Linked DNA regions of Zea mays: region 1 is linked to region 2. Evidence: chromatin contacts called from public Hi-C data. All regions are on one chromosome and are shown on one strand. Each heading gives the region's core, a stretch centred on a gene start, on an enhancer-like site or on the middle of the called end of the contact. The rest is flanking DNA. Distances are from core to core; before and after follow the strand shown. Region 1 holds the start of LOC100277582. Region 2 holds the start of LOC100193930.

Region 1 (2,892 bases), core at 387-2,886, 130 kb after region 2:
TATTAGATAAATAGAAGACATTACAACAGTGGAGTGTTCACATAATATAGAGAATTAGAGAGATACTTTTTTGGGCCATATTCTTTGCCATATTCTGTGGAGCGAGCAGTGGAGCACGCAGGGACCGCGACCAGAGGCCAGAGCAGCGCCCATTCACCCAGCCCGCAGGCGAGCATCGAGGACCGAGCTGCTATAGGCTGCAACCTGCAAGCCTGCAGCGCGGAGCGCCGGAGCGCACTGCGGTGGCGCGGCGCTGTGCGGCTGGCTTTTAGGCTTTGCCTTTGCGGCTTTGCCTGTGCTGTGCGCCGACGACGGACAGATGGCAGGTCGGCAAGAGCGCTGCCGCGCTGGACGCCGAGGCAGTGAAGAGCGGAGTACTGTGTAGTGAACTGCGGGGATGCGGCTGCGGACTGCGCGGATGGCGCTTGCGGGCAGATGACGCTCGGTCGCTGAGAGCCTGAGACGGATGAGTGATAACCTAATCTCTATTTAGGCCGGTTCAAGATATTGCCTAGACAATACTGAACCATATTGAGCTCTCCACACCTGTGTAGCCCCATTTCAGTGCTGTGCTTGAACTCCCTCCTCCCTGCTCGCTTCCTAGCAGTGCCCGGCCCCACCGGATCAATCACGAGTAACGGCGACCAGCAGACCAGACACAGCCGTGTCCGTGTCCGTGTCCGTGGACGCGTGCCCCACTCCGGCCCGGGTCTCTCGCCCACTCCCCTGCCGCCGGCTCCCGAAACTACCCCGGGTCGGCCGCCGACGCCCCGGCACCAGGCGAGGGGCAGCGCCGTAACCTCTCTCGCTCGCTCGCCCGCCCCCCGCGTCGCGTGCGCGTGTGCTCGGCTACCCACGCGGACCGCGTCCGCCGCGGTCACAGTGCTGGTTGCTGGTTGCTACCTCCTCGACGACACAAACAACTCGGTTTCTTTTACTAATCCTATCCACAATTCCAAATCCTCTCCCTCGTCCTGTTGATCGCTGAACCCTGACCAGACCTGGCCGTGCGGAGGATTTTTAGACTAGTCGGATTGGTGGTCTCCACCGTCCATAGCGATCCCGTCACTTCAGATAGTTTAAACTAAAACCAACACTTTATCTTTTATATCAAAGAAGAAGCAAACGAGTAGAATAATGCTCCGTCTGCAAGCACGAGCTGCACGGCACGATGTGATCGCGGCCTGCTGCTTGCCACTGCGCCCAATAGTCTCGTCCTCACGCTTCTGGGCTTGTGGTTAAAGGTCGCAGGGAGGGCGCATTTACTTAGCGCTTATTAATCACTCTGCCGTCTCCATCTCTAGCTCTCTGCACGGTTAAAGAAACAAATGTCAAATAGTGCTTCAAGTTTCATTCATGAAAATACAGCGAGTATACTGCTACACCATATAGTAGATCCACACAAGGAGTCGTGAGCAGCGGCCATAGCAAGACCTCCAAACAAAAAAAAAAGAAATTCTAAACAAAAACCGGAAACATTCCGAAACCAGAGGAATATTTGCGCCCACAAAAATAATACTACTCCAACCGCCATGATTAGCCCTGACGATGACAGCTTCGGACCCTTTCTTCCCCAACCTTCCCAAACCAATAAACTAATCTCCCCTCACTGATCGCGCTATCCCCCACTTATATACGTACCCACCACGCCACCCTCCCCATCACCATTCACTCATCCACCACCACCAACGGCGCCGCAACCCCCACGCAATCTCACCGGAAAAACGCCTCCTCCAGTTGAGCTGAGCCTGAGCTGCAGCTGAGCCGCCATGTGCCCGCGGACCCACTGAGCCAAAACCCCTCGACCCCGCCCCCACTGCAGGCCGTTCCCTTTCCAAGATCCGCGCTTTGATCCGTCCGCCGCCGCCCGAGACCATGCCGGCCACGGACCTCCAGGGCTCCTCCCCGTTCTCCTCCTTCGGCCGCACCCTCCTCTCCCTCCGCCGCGACGCCCCGGCGTCCGCGTCCGCGGCGGCTGCGATGCCGCCGCCCGGCGTCGACCCGGAGCTCGAGGAGTTCCACGCCCACGTCGCCGCGCACCTCGCGGACCTGAGCGGCCCCGGCGCTGCTGGGGAGGAGGAGTTCATGTCCATCGCGTGGATCCGGCGCCTGCTGGAGGCGTTCCTGCTCTGCCAGGAGGAGTTCCGGGTGGCGGTGGCCGAGGCGCGCCGCCGCCGCGCCGGGGCCACTCCCCCCGCCGGCGAGAGGCTGGTGGCCGAGTTCGGCGACCGCGCCGTCAAGGCCCTCGACGTCTGCAACGCGGCGCGCGACGGCGTCGACCAGGCGCGCCGCTGGGAGCGCCTCGCGGGCATCGCGGCGTCCGCGCTGCTGGCGCCCGCCGACGGCCAGATCCACGAGGGCCAGCTCCGTCGCGCGCGGAAGGCGCTCTCGGACCTCTCCGTGCTCCTCATCGACGACGCCGCAGCCGCCGCCGCCACGGGGCCCGCCGGCGGGCTCGCCTCGATCCTCGCGTCCCACCGCAACCGCTCCTTCGGCCGCGCGCGGGCGTCGCCGTCCCGCGCCTCCTCCTCCTCGTCGTCGTCCTCGTCGCCCTCCGCGCACTTCCGCTCGCTCTCGTGGAGCGTGTCCCGCACCTGGTCCGCGGCGCGCCAGCTACAGGCCATCGGGGCCGGCCTGGCCGCGCCGCGCGCCAGCGAGGCCTCCTGGAGCCTCGCCGCGCCGGCGTACGCCATGGGCTGCCTGCTCCACCTCGCCGCCTGGGCGCTCGTCGCCGCCGTCCCCTGCCCGGACCGTGCCGCCGCGCTCCAGGCGCACCACCTGCCGGCCGCGCCGCCGCGCGCCGCGTTCCCCTGGGCGCCGCCGCTCCTCGCGCTCCAGGAACGCCTCGCCGAGGAGGGGAAGCGCAAGGACCGCCGCAATTCGTGCGGCCTG
Region 2 (2,700 bases), core at 172-2,671:
CCACCCCACCCCAGGTTGTCCCCACTATACTCAGTGCTCAGGAGGAGATGTTGGTAACATGGAGGACTTTGAGGAGTTCCAGGACTATGACGAATTCTAGTTTACTCTAGTGGCAAACCCCCAGTCAGCTACTTGTGTAGGCTTATCTTCTACGTTTCGTTTATCTGCACTTTGATATTATTGTTGAACACTATAGATATGTATTAGACTCTGTGAATGTCTTGGACATCTTGATGTAATTAAAGTACCTTTCCGTTATTTATTTCGAGCATTGTGTGATGATGTCCAATTATGTAATCGCTGTGTACGTGAGTTCTGATCCTAGCATGTACATGGTTCGCATTCGGTTTACCTTCCAAAACCGGGTGTGACATTGTAATCTTCTTCGTCTTTTAGTTTATCAATTCATCACACATAATAGAATGTAGGGTATTACACGCTCCATGGTTTAAACCTCTCGAAACTATCGTGCTAGTATTAGGCTGTAGCTAGGTTCAACACACAACCAAACTACATCTGCACTCTATCTACAACCTTTTTCATCTTTAAGCTATATTTTTGGCACCCTGGTTCAACCTTTATTATGTATCTAAACACGTAGATTTAGATAGAAAATATATAGCGATCTATAATTTGAAGCAGAGGATGATACTTCTATTATACATGTTGGTCTCAACTAGTGGATTCTTTAAGTTTATATTGTTTAACCTCCTCTTAGTTTATTTCTAGATCCAGAAAGCTAAGCCAAATTTTAGGGCCTGTTTGGTTAGGTTGTTGGTGTGAAAAAAGTCGTTGTGGTTGTGAGATGTGAAAAAAAGATGTAGACTATCAACGGTAAAAAAAGTTGAAAGCCGTTTGATGAAATTGGTTGTGGCTGTGAGAGTCGTGGATGAGCGAGCGATAGGACTGTCGGTCAGGTGTAATGGAAAAGAACCAAGTGGTATTTTCCACTTGCTAGTGGCAGGTCAGTAATATTTACAAAGTTTTTATACTCCGAAAAACCATTGAAAGAAGATCTAAAGATAGTTTTAATTTGCCACTCGAGGAAGTTAGCTTTAGAAAAAAAGCTACTGAAATAGGATCTAATTTGACTTTTAGCTTTTGGAGGGTAGAAGCCATAATCAAAATGTAAACCAAGCACTTTAGCTACTGTTAGGATACCTCTAATAATATTACTAATTTTATTTTTTTTATTTTAAACTCTATTTTATAAACAATACATAACCATATACATGATCTGGCCCTTATACGATTGCCGTCTAAAATTTGACCGGCCATAAAAAATTGACAAGAGCCAACTCCCAACGGCTATCTCTATGTCTACTGACTCTACTCCAATGCGCCACTACAACGCGTATCCCGTTCCGTTGTGTAATAATAATGTGTTATGCATCTAGTACGGAAAATGACACGGGAGGAGGCGCATCCGCTACGCGCACACGAGCTGTGCGGTACTGCTCGCTCATGCAGCCACTGCCACGCTACCACCGCTTCCTTTCCTCTTCGGCTGCTCCGCCTCGCCTCCCAGTTCACAGCCCCTCCCAGGCTCCGAATCGGCGGCCACTTCTCATTCCTCACTTCCGTCCTCGCGCACCACCCCCTCCATCCGTTCCGGATGGTGCCTTCGAAATCCCGTCCGGCGCCCTAGCGTAGCTCGGGCTCGGCCAGGCTCCGGGCCCGCCGCGCCGTTCCGCAGTCCAGCTCCACCTCCAGGTGCGTGCCACGCAGATCCGTGCCGCCTCCGCCGATTGTAGAGGGTTTGCGTTGTTGCGCGTTTTCAGTTTGGTTTACGCGGAAAAGAGAGGTTTCTTTAGTGCTTTTCTCCAGCCGATTCAGCCGGTTTGGTGGATGCTGATGGATACTAGCTCGTTTTAGGTAAATTTGGCGCGATTTGTGTGAAAAGTAGGCGCTTTTGACTGTTCACTTCGTTATTATGTTTCGTACAGATGCGGTTGCTAGAGAAAGATTTTCTACTCATTTTGGGGCAGCCTTCATTCATCGAATGTAGTGGTTAGTGAAACGCAATACTAGATAGATGTTGTTGTACCCCTGCCCGGCGTAAATAATTGTGCCTGTGGGCTGTGGTCATTTTCGTGTGCCTCCTAAGTTAAATCTGAACTGTTTCTCTTTAGGCAATCTCTAGTAGCACTGTTGGTCTGATATGAACTTTATTTACATGTGATGCATATGCTTCTGCTATTATTGTACTGTCTTGTCCTTTTTTTTCTGTAGTGGTTACTAGTGGAAGTTTAGCACACTGATTCCGTCATAGTGGGATCCTTGCCAAATGAAGTGTCCATCCAACCAACCCAACTAACTGTACTGAAATCTCATTGCTTTCAGAATGGTACGGTTAGTAAATTGAGGTTGGTGGTGGGTTGGTGGCCATACTAGGGGAAGGTACGTGTTTGTTCTTTATAGATGGTGACTTGGTTTCAACCTGAGGGTTTTGCCCTTGATGATAGGTTGTCATAGAATTAGTGGGATATATGATGGTTTAATCACAGTGACTAAAATCTGGATTCTAAATTGCTAATAGTAGAAACAGTAGCTATCTAGTGCCGGTAGTGTTTGGGGGTGTCTTTTGGGCTATGCTGATGTGGTGGGTTGGAGTTGATATTGTGGTTGTTTTGTATGGCACATTGTTCAAATACTGCCAATATGAGCTACTTTTTATGTTTCATTTTTCCTCGAGGTAGG

What was found. Hi-C and Micro-C count contacts between places; a contact is called where the count stands out from the background.
Region 1: a contact with region 2 is called in a Hi-C map of bundle sheath, with 4 times the contacts expected there. The contact joins the promoter of LOC100277582 here to the promoter of LOC100193930 in region 2. A contact is called at or near these places in 14 of 25 Hi-C or Micro-C datasets (bundle sheath, ear, endosperm and 4 more) and 1 of 3 datasets of contacts at active chromatin or transcription factors (leaf).

The regions. Positions count from the first base shown.
Region 1 is chr4:221,484,685-221,487,576 of Zm-B73-REFERENCE-NAM-5.0, forward strand. LOC100277582 reads left to right here and starts at 1,637. Exons shown (of 1, transcript NM_001151100.2): 1 at 1,637-2,892. The coding sequence starts at 1,876.
Region 2 is chr4:221,351,967-221,354,666 of Zm-B73-REFERENCE-NAM-5.0, forward strand. It overlaps LOC100193930, which reads left to right and starts at 1,422. Exons shown (of 5, transcript NM_001370801.1): 1 at 1,422-1,713.